3 separate regions of the Mus musculus genome follow, and all the other regions are linked to region 3. A link is a contact called in public Hi-C and HiChIP or PLAC-seq data. All regions are on one chromosome and are shown on one strand. The core of a region is the stretch at or near the end of the contact, and the rest is flanking DNA. Distances in the headings are between cores, read along the strand shown. Region 1 overlaps Gm32210 (a long non-coding RNA gene). Region 2 overlaps Gm32210 (a long non-coding RNA gene). Region 3 has its middle 100 kb from the start of Gm32137.

Evidence for each region. A called contact is a pair of places that touch in the nucleus more often than the background predicts. HiChIP or PLAC-seq counts read pairs in DNA pulled down with a chosen protein or histone mark.
Region 1: a contact with region 3 is called in a Hi-C map of the C2C12 cell line, with 5 times the contacts expected there. The contact joins two enhancer-like sites. A contact is called at or near these places in 1 of 39 promoter capture datasets (the 3T3-L1 cell line), 2 of 15 datasets of contacts at CTCF or cohesin (both in the NIH/3T3 cell line), 16 of 484 Hi-C or Micro-C datasets (the C2C12 cell line, MC3T3-E1-derived osteoblasts, adipose-derived mesenchymal stem cells and 5 more) and 4 of 115 datasets of contacts at active chromatin or transcription factors (the NIH/3T3 cell line, embryonic fibroblasts, pancreatic cancer cells and 1 more).
Region 2: a contact with region 3 is called in an H3K27ac HiChIP or PLAC-seq map of embryonic fibroblasts, with 3 times the contacts expected there. The contact joins two enhancer-like sites. A contact is called at or near these places in 1 of 15 datasets of contacts at CTCF or cohesin (the NIH/3T3 cell line), 5 of 484 Hi-C or Micro-C datasets (adipose-derived mesenchymal stem cells, embryonic fibroblasts, embryonic stem cells and 2 more) and 3 of 115 datasets of contacts at active chromatin or transcription factors (the NIH/3T3 cell line, embryonic fibroblasts and fibro-adipogenic progenitors).

Annotation. Positions count from the first base shown.
Region 1 is chr2:117,729,548-117,733,711 of GRCm38.p6, reverse strand. All of the region lies in intron 2 of Gm32210 (a long non-coding RNA gene), which reads right to left. Among named protein-coding and RNA genes, the nearest start is that of Gm32210, 27 kb to the right of the region's middle. Within about 2 kb of position 2,256, at least 38 of the 459 cell types and tissues checked have an H3K27ac peak or open chromatin away from gene starts, as enhancers often do. A contact at or near this core is called in the C2C12 cell line, embryonic fibroblasts, granulosa cells and 1 more, where this site is marked.
Region 2 is chr2:117,708,099-117,712,457 of GRCm38.p6, reverse strand. Gm32210 (a long non-coding RNA gene) reads right to left here. Exons shown (of 3, transcript XR_374901.1): 2 at 1,697-1,810. Among named protein-coding and RNA genes, the nearest start is that of Gm32210, 5.3 kb to the right of the region's middle. Within about 2 kb of position 2,032, at least 34 of the 459 cell types and tissues checked have an H3K27ac peak or open chromatin away from gene starts, as enhancers often do. A contact at or near this core is called in embryonic fibroblasts, where this site is marked.
Region 3 is chr2:117,539,986-117,544,193 of GRCm38.p6, reverse strand. No RefSeq gene overlaps it. Among named protein-coding and RNA genes, the nearest start is that of Gm32137, 100 kb to the right of the region's middle. Within about 2 kb of position 1,698, at least 38 of the 459 cell types and tissues checked have an H3K27ac peak or open chromatin away from gene starts, as enhancers often do. A contact at or near this core is called in the C2C12 cell line, embryonic fibroblasts, granulosa cells and 1 more, where this site is marked.

The DNA.
Region 1 (4,164 bases), core at 1,007-3,506, 190 kb before region 3:
GACAGCCCTTATTTGCCATTAAAGTACAACTGCAGGGGTTGTAACAGTATATACATAACCTGTACAGGCTTGAACCAGACCAAATGCCAACAGGCAGATGGTAGCTAGGCCATGGTGCTTTCAACCACTGTTAGCTTCTAGGAGAGGCAGAGCTAGGCTTTACTCAAAGTTTAGATCCTGTTAAATTGACCACACTCCAGTGGAAGACCACACATCCAAGAATTGGTCTTGGTGGTTAAAAAAGAGGATATAATGTTGGGTGGGATTTGGAGAGAGAGAGAGAGAGAGAGAGAGAGAGAGAGAGAGAGAGAGAGAGAGAGAGAGACAGAGAGAGAGAGACAGAGAGAGACAGAGAGAGACAGAGAGACAGAGAGAGACAGAGAGAGAGACAGAGAGAGACAGAGAGACAGAGAGAGAGACAGAGACAGAGACACAGAGACAGACAGAGAGACAGAAAGACAGAGACAGACAGAGACAGACACAGAGACAGAGACAGACAGAAAGAGAGATCTGGAAAGAGTTAAAGGTCTATGGCAGGCATGAAGAGGATTTAAGCACATTGTACAAAATTCTCAAAGAACTAGTGTGTGTGTGTGTGTGTGTGTGTGTGTGTGTGTGTGTGTTTTCAAGACCAATATTTAGGGCTATGGTTATTCCATTTTGAAGTGCTTACCTAGCATGTATTAGGCCTTACATTCATTTTCTAGTCCTACCAAAAATTCAAAACAACAAAAATTTTCTATAAAACCAACTCCCCCCCCCCTTTTTTTTTCAAATAACTCCTGGACTTGCTCATCCTTTTGGTCCAGTGAGACTGACTCTAAGTTTAGGAAACTCTGAGATTGACTACACAGAAGTCTCGCATTGTAAAATCACAATAACTATCCCTGTTGGAGCTTCCCTATGATTCTATTCACAGACCTTTGAAAATTCTATGGTTAAATGATTTCTCTCAATAACAGTAATAGTATGCCAGTCCTGAACACTCTCCAGCATGTTCTGAATGTACTCATACAAAGGGATAGAGGACATTTAGCAGAGAGTCTCATGACTAAGGTCAAAGGTGGGACATGTACAAGAAGGAGACACTTGGTGGCCTGTGTTACTTATGCAGAGATCCTGTGGGACTCCAATCCTGGCAGTGTAAGTGCATTGATAGTCATCATAACCTCAGCCTTAGTATCCGAAATAGACAGAGGCTTACTTTCTTGGGCTGGAAGAACAATTATCTGCCAAGTGGGAGATATACTTGCTCCTCCTTAATGGGTCATCACAGCAAATGTTGAGTAGCAATGACCTCATTCTATACCACTGTGTCCAATGTTTGATGTTAGAAGGGCTATAAAAGCTTTTTTCTAGATAGTTAAGTTGGATTGAACGATAAACAGTATGAAAGTTTCTGGTCTTCAAAGGCAAACTTATTTAAGTGAAATCTAGGCAAATAGCAGATCAAGTTAAGAGAAAATCATTTCTACTCGGTGAAGAGGTTATTTTTGTGGTGGCAGCCCCAGCAGAATCATTCACAGCACTCAGAAGTCATTATTGGAGCTCGCTTTTGGCAAGCCTGAAGCATTATGTGATCCAGAGAAATACTTTCTAATTATTAAAAACATGATATTGAAGGAACAAATGTTGTTGGCACCCACCAAGTGTATAATTGATTCAAAAGTCCAGTCCCAAAATAATTGTAACAAAACCATGTCTGTGAAACCTTCGCTGAGAATATGTGAGTGAGTGGGTACCACATTTTCTGCCCTTTAGTAGGATTTGGGAGTTAGATTACATGCTTTGTCTTTGGAACTAAAATGAAGAGCTGTTGCCCCAGGGAGACTGTAACTGAGGCCATGTGAAATAACTAAGACATTAAAATGGCAGACAAGCACTTGCTAGATTCATAAAATGTTTATTACATTGGCCTGTTGAATTCTCCTGACTGGAGAAAATGCTATCTCTCTTTAGAGAGATAGAAAATGAAATGGGCTGTGTGAAGTGAGGTGGAGGGGAGAAGAAAAAAGGAGAGGAAATGGCCAAAGCCAAGCAGAGCAGCTGTAATAGAGGAGGGTCAGGTAGGGATACAGAATGGCCTTGAATATGTGGATGGATGGATATATGGATGGAGGCACTGTTTTAAGCCACTCTGTTGTTAGACTGAAAGCAGTGAATTTGGAGAAGTAGCCAGACTGCTGTGCTTAGGGTCACACAACTGTTAGTATACTTCAGAGTTTGAGTTCCCAGGGTGTTGCCCAGTCATTCCTGTGGTTTGTCTCAACATGACAAGCGTTCTTGAGAAAGTTGTGGTCACAGTAGTTAGCCACTTGAATGACAAGACTGAAATAAGTGTCCATCTATTAAGGAGGGTATGTATTTTCAGAGCTTAAACAAGCCGCTAGATGGAGGATGCCTGGTGCTCAGAGTCATGGTACACAAATGTACTATTCAAGTTGGAATTGTGGAGCCTTGCTCTATTCTTTACCTTCTATTTGTCTCCTGATAGGACCAAAGACCTATTCAGTGCCTCTGGATTTCTTCCTGGACTTCCCCTGAAGCTTATCCAGGGGCAAGGGCAGAGTACTGCATATTCTGGCTCCTGGTCTTGCAATTTCAGTTTCTATGATGACCTTAGGATTTTTCTTCTTCTCCACTTCTTTGCAGATCATTCAATTCAGCTCACTTCCTTAGGACAAGTCATTGCTTGCTGACTGACTATGCATGTGCCTGGCCCTAGGATACAAAGATATCTGAAGTCTAATAAATCTCCAGTTCACTCTTCACCACATGAATATCTTCTTCAGAGTCTGAAAGTACCTGTCATTCAATAGCTGTGTGATGCTGAGGTTACTTCAGCCTTTTGTGCCTCACATCCTTCATCTGATGACTGAGATGAGGTTTACAGTAGTTAGTACATATGAGAGTATAGTGTAGATCCTATTTATAGTAAGCATCCAATAAGTATTACATATTTCTATTACTGTATTTAGCTTACTGCCTTCTAAGAAGGGCATATCTTCTATTAGATATTTTCCTTATTTCCAGTCTTCCATTTTATTCCCTACATGCATGTTTTCTTTCTTGTAAGTTCTGTCTGGTATCATAAAAGCTCAGTTGTAAAATTTTTACTCAGCTATAAGAAAGAATAAGATTTATGCTGTTTTCAGGCAAATGAATGGAACTGTAGATCATTGTGTTAAATGAAATAAGCCACACTCGGAATAATATAATATGCTTTTTCTATGATGTCATCCTAGATAAGAAAAGGGGCATGAAATTAAGCAAGATAGAAGGAAGACAGGGGTTAAAATAGCAGGTGACAAATATGATCAAAGTATGTTACATACATATATGAAAGTGCCTCTTATTCACTCTGATCCTGTGGGGAATTATTACAATGCTAAGGCTCATTTGCTGTTTGTCTCTAATAGTTTTATATTTTCAGGCAAGTGCTATATAAACTTTATGCATATGTATTAGATATTATAATGAGCGCTTTTAGAATGTCTGGGCTTATGTTACAATACTTTGGAGGGGTAGACTAGGATCAGATGTTTAAAGCCATTTTCAGCTACATAGTGAGTTTTCTGGCCTATATGAGAACATGTCCCCAAAACGAGTAAAAAACAAAACAAAATTCCACTATTATTTATTACAGGAAGAAATTGTTGAACTGGTTCATTCAGTAAGGGGCAGGATTGTGGCTCACCAAGGTTCAGCTATGCTAAATTAGATTCCCTGTTGATTCTTATATAAATTGAAAAGCAGGTTATGACAAGCCATGGATGGCATCAGCTTTTAAAGAGCCCTGTCCAGGGAACAGTTTCTCTATATTATTTAACTGCCCTTCTCCCTGCCCCACCTCTGGGTGCTAGAAATCCTTTGTTTAGGGCTGCTATAAGGTACTTCTTCCAAAAGAGGATCAGGGAGTACATTTTCTGAGGCAGGGATTAGGATAGGGGTTTCTATGTTATCCAAGGTTCTGGAGACAGGAGAATAATTCCCAAGACAGTCCCTCTGCCCCAGTAGCACATGGCAGGCATGAGTGATCCATAGCCCTTGTCTGGTTACATTTACCTGGATATGTGCGTCTTAGCAAAAGAGCAGTTCTTCACGGTGAATGTTCATAGAAGGAAGAGCTGACACTTGAGAGACCAATTCTGGTCCATAGATCCT
Region 2 (4,359 bases), core at 783-3,282, 170 kb before region 3:
CAGGACTTCAAGGAGATTGGCTAAACAAATGACCTAAGGGATAAGACTCACGATGGGCAACATTTCCCATGGAGTAGTCTGGTCATAATTCCACAGCTTTGAATCATCATCATATTGGACAGGGTCATAACATTGTAACACAACTAGTACATAAGCAATTTAGGTCAGAAATTAAATAAAATAAAGATGGCCACCCTTAGAATTACTTCATGACATTTAGTAACTTCATTCTTATGATTCTGCAGTCTCTTACGGTAGATACTGTAGTATATGCTGCTCAGCCTCTAGATACAAGAAAGTCTGATCAACCCCTATGAGCATCAAGCTGGCAGCCCAGGTATCAGGATCTGGTTGATACACCAGATGGGCAGTCTTAACCACTTCCTGTCCAAATTCAAGATTCTTTCTGCTTTTTTTATTGCAAATGTTTTCCTTTTATTTATCTCATGGGTTTTAGGCACTTGGAATACTGTGTATCACACAAGCCAAACATTTATATAGTATAGATGTGTATAGTTGTGTTTATTCTCTATTTATTAGGCTATATTAAAACAGTAAAACATCAAGAAATTGTTTGTTTAGTGGGTACTAAAGTATGAGAAATATAAGGCATTTGTTGCTATAGTTAGGGCTCTGATGAGGACACACCAAAGACATTCAAGCAAAGTTATAACAGAGGGTGCAGTCAGTACAGAAAGGGAAGGCAGAGGAAGAACCTAACCTGGGATCAAGGGGAAAAGAAGACAGTACTGTCACTTCTCTTGGATCCTCACAGCTAGCCTTTCCTTGAAGAAAAAGAGGGGGATGGGAGGAAGTACTTGGTAGTAATTTCCCTTTGTGAATAGATCACTAGAACATGAGAGGGTTTTTTTTTATGAATGGATCATTAAAACATGTGGCTTTTTATGCTCAAGGCTCCCTTGTTTTGATCATCACTGAGTACATTTGAGTAGGGGATGAATAGATTCTGGCTTAGCCTACAGAATGAGCATAAAGGGTCCTGATGTCTTTTGATCAAGGATTGATTTGTTGGGATTGCTTTTTAGATGATTTAGGCTGTAGCGTCTACAAGGCAGCTTGCACGAAGATACCAGAGAGGTTGTGAGAGGGAATGGTGACCCCACTGCAGCACTCTGGTCTTCACCAAGTGCTGCTATGGGGTTTTGAACACCTACAGGATCCATGACTGAGGGGAGTGCAGGCCTCTGTTGGTGCTTCATTTAGGTCTTAACCATATGAGGTAGGAGATCATGGGCCAACCTCAGCAAGAGCCACCATGCGAAGAACCTAGTAAAATGTGTATAATCCACACATGGGAAAACTCAGAGATTCCTTGTGAATACCAGTGGCCTAAAGTTAAACAAATGGTGACAGCAAGTCTGAACAATTTAATTGATGCCAAATGAGTATGGCCATAATGTCCCTGAAGCAGGACAAATACTGGCTAAGGCTCTGGACCTACCCTGAGGATCAGATGCTAAGCAGCGCCTACCACATACCCGGGGAGCCCCTGTTTAAAAATACCCAGTGCTCTCGCTTTGATTTTAGTAAAGTGAAGTTTGAATATAAATCAGAACATTCATCTTTATCAGCTTGTTTTCTGTTCTTGAAAGCCCTAGCTAAAGCTGTCAGTTAATATCTGTAGTTCAGATTAGAAACGACAGAGGAAACATCAAAGGACTGGAACTTTACATACCCAGTAACACAACAGCCTCTCCATTAGGTCTCCTGAGAGATGGACATACAAAAAAATCCCTATTGTGGGAGCCAGGAGGGAGCAGGAAGCTTGGGCTGAAGTCCAGGGCTGTCTCTGGGATAAGTAAAAAGCATTTGAGTTAGTTCCCAGCATGGAGGTGCTAAACGCCACAAAACTGAGTCATGCATTGGTCCGTCATCAAAGATAAACTGTTACCAAATGAATCAAAAATTTTAAGCCTCTGAGGTAAAAGAGAAGTTTCTGAGCTCATACTCTGTCTAGGCAAGCTTTTGAGTGTTTTCTTGGATGAACCCACTCATATCCGCTTGCCTTAGGTGGCAGACTACGCCACTGACGCCAGAGAGTGGGGCATGGAAGGAGGTCCTGGAATGGCTCTGTCTGATCTGGTTAGGGCTCCTTCCTCCCTCCTTCTCTGGTGGGAGTGGTATCCACCAAGCCACAGAGAGCCTCTTACCTCATCCCTCACTCTGATGCCTGCTTCCCGATATGAGGACTAAGCCAACTGATGTCTCTGGTTAATCATAGGTCTAACAGCCCTGTGACAGCAGGCCTTTCAAAACCTTCACTTCCAAGTTTCCCAAAATAGTCTTCTCAAATGGACAACAGCTTCTTTGAGGTACAACTCACCCATTGTGCATTTTGCTCACTCATTTTTGAGTGCATTTGTGGAGCTGATCAACCATCACCACAATTAAGTTTTGAACATTTTCATCACCTTGGAAAACCCAATCCCTTTTTACTGACACATTCAATTTTTTTAGAACTCTTTCAACTTCTGTAAACCATAATTTACTTTGTGCTGTTATGGAGCCCTTTATCTTATAACTGATGAAATGGGATCTCCCAGCAATTTGCCTTTTGTGACTTGCCCTTTTGACTAGCATGTGTGAGGCTTTTGAGGTGTATTTATACCGTATCATGGAACAATATTTCATTAGTTTTATGGCAGAACAATTCTAGTGTATGGGCCTACTGTGCTTTGCTGAAATGTTCAGGAGTGGATAGATTCTTGGTCTGTTCCCATCTTTTGGATATCGCACACTGTATGAGACTATAAGGATGTGTGTTCTCACCTTTCTTGGCTTTACACCCAGGAGTGGAATTGCTAGTTGGTAAGGTCTCTTAGTGCTTACTCTTTCAGAGATCTTAATAGACTGCATTCTAAAGCAGCGGGATCATTTTATATTTCAAACAGAAGTGAATAAAAATTACCATTTCTTCACATCACCACTATTGCTTGTTATTCACGGTCTTTTCTTTTGTAATCACACATCCAGGTATAGAGTGCTAGCTAGAGTTTCTTTATTAATTTGTTTATTGGGATAGTATTCTTGGGTAGTGTCTTCGTATTATTCAAACACTGAGTTCTGTGAAGCGGAGAGCTGAATGCAGAATGAGCTTTGGTTATGTTAAGTATCACCTGTCTCAAATGTTTTGAGAACATCTTTTCCATCACCTTCCGATTGGTTTAATAAAAAGCTAACTAGCCTATAGCAAAGAAGAAGAGAAGAGGCAAGACTTCTGACAGAGATAAGAACTCTGGAAAAGAGTCAGACCCTGTTGCGCTCACCTCGTCCAGCAAGAAAAAAATGCAACACGGTCGGATTCTTCTCAACAGCCTTTTTTATTTCAGGAACACCTCAATGCTACGGGAACTCCGGAAACCCAGGGAGGACTGCTTATATACACCCCAGCACTGGGGAGAGCTATGTGTCCTCCTGGGATTGGTCAGTCTTCCGGCACTTTGATTTGTATGCACCTGCTTGGGAGGGGTTGGCACCAGATTCGGGCTAGCGCCTGCGCAGTGGCATTGTTTACAGATGTACGGGAGGCCGGCGCCATCTTTTAGGCGCCCGGCTGCCTACAAGACCCCAGAACATTTGCCAGCCAGATGCCGATGAAGTAGCACATATGAAATTGAGGAACAGTAAGGAGTCATTTGGCCGAACACAGATTAGGATTAAAAGGTTAATTTAAGAGCTAGTTGGGAACAAGCCTAAGCTAAGGCCTAAAGCATTTATAAACATAAAAGATTTCTGTGTCATTATTTGGGAGTTGGAGCCTCAGAGAAAGTCGTTATATTTGTTCCTTGACAACTGCATACCTTTGTATAACACATTTTGATCACACTCACTACCCCACCTCAGTCAATACTCCCCTGCTTTGAACAAGTTCCATCCCCCACTAACAATAATGTCTTTTTGTTTTGGCCTTGGTTTTGGTTTGTGACCCATGGAGTTTAACATGTTCTACATGACTAATCTACAGTCTCCATACAAAAGACCCTCCTTATTAATGTATGTTAAAATATGATAATCTTAGAGATCACCAAGGCTCAGCTCATAAATGGGAGTTGTATCTTTATAAAAGAGATCTTAAGAGACGCCCCCCCCCCAAGGACTTCTACCATATGATATTATGTTGCAAACAGTCTAAGAACTTGATCCTTACCAGACACCTAATCTATTGGTGCCTTCATTTTGAACTTCCCAGCAACAAGAACTGAGAGAAATACATTTACAATGTCTGTAATCTATAATCCACAAAGTCTATAGTGTTCTGCTACAGCAACCTCAGCAGGCTAAAGACTATCCTACCAAACCACTTGCGACTATGTAGGTGTTTCTGAGGGTGATTAGCAT
Region 3 (4,208 bases), core at 449-2,948:
TGAATGGTAGTGAGAGGAGGGAATTAAAGAAAGTAGATAGAATTAAGATGGCTTATCAGATGATTTGGGTATGAAGAGATTAAAGAGCCAATACAATCACAGAGATTTCCAAAGTTGAGAGAATGAAACAAGAAAACCAGTCGATAGAAAACAGAGAACAGATGAAAAGGGTTCCCAAGTCACAGAACATAAGAAGCTTCTAGAAACTAGAAAAATAGAAGAAATATACTCCCACCAGACCACCCAGAATGAATGCTTGATTTTACTCCAGGGTAACCCACTTTGTCCCTCTGACCTCCAGAACCTTGAAAAGACAATTCAACTTTTTGTAAAGAAAGTACAAGACCTGATCCCTTTCTTCTGGCCTCAAACACCCTGTGTTGCCATGTTCCATGTTCCACTAAAGCTCTGGTTAGCTGGGATTTCCTATGGAACTGATATACCCTTGCTAGTTCCCCAATGATGCCACCCTCTGGTAAAAATCAAGAGCTGCCAGTGAGGTGCAGGCCCGCTGCTGGGCTCATGTTCCCTCCCAAGCACATACACAAATAGGAAGAGGACTTCCAGGGTATCATTTCGTAGCCAGCAAGTGTCTTGGGTTTCACTTCAGTGGTTAAGGATGTGTCACCCAGGCGCCTTAGCAAGGGGCACTTCCAACCTTCAATTAAAGAGCTGTCATTTGCTCTATATATTAACATCCAGAACAACAAACACACTGTGACATGGTCATTAGAGACAGCCATAATCCATGGCCCGCTGTGTATTGATGTCAAGCCTGCTGCGCTTGACAACTGAAATAATCCCAAAGAAAGCATGCGCTTTCAGAGCCAGCACTCCAGTGAGGATATCCACCCCTGGCTGCCTTCCATCGTCCCACCTCTATCTTGATTCAACCACAGAGTTTTAAATCCTTTATCTTTTTTACAGAAAGACAACCACTTCTCATACTGGGAACTGTACTACAGGTTTTCATTGGTGGGACCTAGTGGGAAATCTTTACTGCAGGCACATAATAAAATTTCACGTTGTTATGATCCTAATCCAAAGGATGTCATGATAGAATGGACCTTAGGACTGACTTGTAAACGCAACCAACTAAACAAGCAAAACAACCTAGAGGTCATGAAGCACATGGGAAATGGAGAAAAAAACTCTAGATAGACAGAAAGGCTAATGGAAAGTCTCTCCACCTCTCTGTGGAAAGTGAGCAGTTTTCTTTCCACTGAAGAGCCTGTGTTGGTCACATCCTGTCCATACATCACAGATGCAAGTCCCACGGATGCAGCCACCTGAGAGCAGGGGAGAAGATGCATATTATATGCACTGATAAATCACTTAGGAGGCATGATCCTGCACCATCCAAGGAATACAAGGATCTAAATGTTAACTAGGGAAGCAAGAAAAAGAAGTAAACCTCAGCGGCCCAGAGTACTCCGGGGCCCAGAAAACAAAAGCAAAACAAACAAAACTCATGAATGGGTTAAAAAGCAGAGCTTATCTCTTAATGGTGCTGCAGCAACTGTCCAGTGGGCCACTGCGGGGATCTCAATGGGAAGTATCCCTGAGAGGGAATCTGTTGTTGGTACATAATATACAGCATCCTTCCTGGTTATTACTTGATAGGCATGGGCTACCCTCATGCATCCTCATCCAGAGGCTGCCTCCGGGCTGAGTCACAAGGCTCTGGCCTGTTGGCCTGTTGCATGTCAGCAGAGCCAGCTCCCTTGAATGACTCACAGGGACACTTGATGGTCCTAGCATCCTGCAGCAGCAGTCTTCCTCAGAAGGAAGCTAGAGAACACACAGGCTCGCCGACCTCTAAATATGTGTGCATCTTTAGAGGAGTCACTGTTCTTTTACATTATTCTGCCTCTGTTTTTACTAATAAGGTGTTATTTTTATGTGTGTGAGAATATATGTGCTTGTTTAGGTGGGGGTGCACACGTGTTGGTGGGTGCACATGAATGTGTGTGCAATACTTACTGAACTTAGGAGACAGTCTTTAAGAAACAACATCCTTAGGACATCCTTAACAATTCCTATCCCCCTTTTTTTTTGACAGCATCTCTCATTGGCACACACACACACACACACACACACACGGGGGGGGGGGGGGAAGAGAGAGAGAGAGAGAGAGAGAGAGAGAGAGAGATCCAATAAGGTCTTCAAAGTAACTCTGAAAGAATTGCATTCCCATTCTTTTCTCTGAACACAGACACAGAAGATGTTCTTCAAATGGCTATGTTCTGCAAATGCAAATACCCTGTTGGGAAGGTTGTATTTACAAACAGCCAAACACACTGTCTTGTTTTATTCCAATGAGCTCCAATGAACAGAGGAGATGAATATGTGAGGCAAATTGATAGAGACTTTCAGGTTTTCTGGAGAACTTAATAGATTTTTACAGACCTAGCATGGGTCTCTAATATCCTCAAGAAATCGCAGCCCTTTTCAAACTTTTCTTTCTCCTTTGTCGTGATCAGAATTTTCTATGTATTGTCGCCACCTGCTGGGAAATCGTAGGATCGGCTTCTGGTGGCATGTAAGGAGGACACCTAGCCAGCACAGGGAGGTGTGAGAGATGAGATTGTCAAATTCATGCATGGCTTTCATTCCAGAAGGAGTCACTCACCTGGCCTTGGCACTCAGGAGTCTGAGCTTTAATAGTCTTCTGGATTCAGAGCTAAAGTCTACATTCCCGCTGGTAAATCATCTGAGTGTTGAATCACCTCCTCTCTGAAATATTTTCCTTCTGTGTGATCTCAGTGATACTTCTGTTTAGGCTAATTTTCTACTGATGTGTTTTGATCAGGAATGGAAACTAACTACTTCCAGTACTCTGGGGGAAAGCCCTCTGCATGTTTGCAGACTGGTTCACAAGTGTGCCTAGTTTCTCTACAAATGTCTTCAGTTTTGTTTTTCTTTTTCTTTAAATTGACTTTGGCCCATTTTCAAAAAGGTACTCTCCATTTCTATATATCATTCCTAAATACTTCCAACACCTCTGTCTCTTTCCATACTGGGAGAACATGACACCCCATCAAGGAATCTTGCTAAAGGCAAATACAATGGAGCCATTGTCATGTGGACCCCTCTCAGATCATCATTCCCTTGGAAACTATTTTCTCAGCACCTGCGTGAGACACGAAAGCGAGGTCCACAGGGCAGACAGGATGACCGTGCCAGAGAGAGGAGGCAATGCAACTATAGCTGTGCATAGAATGCACAAGGATGCTGATGCTTGGGAGACAGGAGCAGCCATGGGGCTACGAAAGGCCAGGGAAGGGAAAGAATGCTTCCAGCAAGGGTACACGGAAGGCTCTGAGGCAGCAGTGAGACTGAAGAGCTCTTTGAAGAATACGTAGAATTCTGTTGGACTGAAAAGAAGGGGGCTAGGAAGGGACACGGGCTTCTGAAGAGAGTCAAAAAGTCTGATGAACACCCGAGACCATGGGTGTGGATAAAAAGTGCTGGATGTGGTTGCATTGAGTGAGTCATGGGCAGACAGGGAAAAGTGGATGGGATGGATTGTGAAGACATCTCCTACAAGGGGAGCCATTCAAGGATCCAGGTGCTCTGTTCATTTCATGGAACTCCTATTTGATTTTATCACCTTGCATACCAGCTGCTCTCAGTGTCACTTGCTGTCCATCCAGTGTTGGGTCTTAGTTTGGAGTCACTGCTGTAAGCTAGAGCTTGGCTGTCACTGTTTCTCTCTACCTCTGGGCAGCCTGTGTGACACTAACCTGACCCCACGCCTTTCCTTGCCCAACCCATCAGAAGACCAGTGCCAGCTGACTAGTCATTCCTGGCTTCTTTTCCTGACACTTTGTCAATAAAGGTAGGTCATGAGGCAGTGAGATCCTGGACAAGTTACCCATCACCGTGGCTTCAATATTCTCAACTTTAACGAGACAGGGGTCACATCTTAGAGCTTATATCCCAGTCCACAAGCCATCCCGGCCATTTTTGTGGACTCAATTTAGATTCACTGAAAGAATTTGCTTCTGAAACTAGAGTTTAAAACAAACTGGATCTGCTATGTAGTCAACCTGCTTTGAGTTATGTGTTTCCAAAAAGGAGAAGGCGAAAGGAAGAGAGAAGAAGCAGGCCTGCTTTCCTTCTTGCCAAACTGCCTCTCTTCCAGGAGATGCTTTTAAAGACAAAGAGAAAATGATGGATCAGAAATTACAGAGGAAAACATGCGC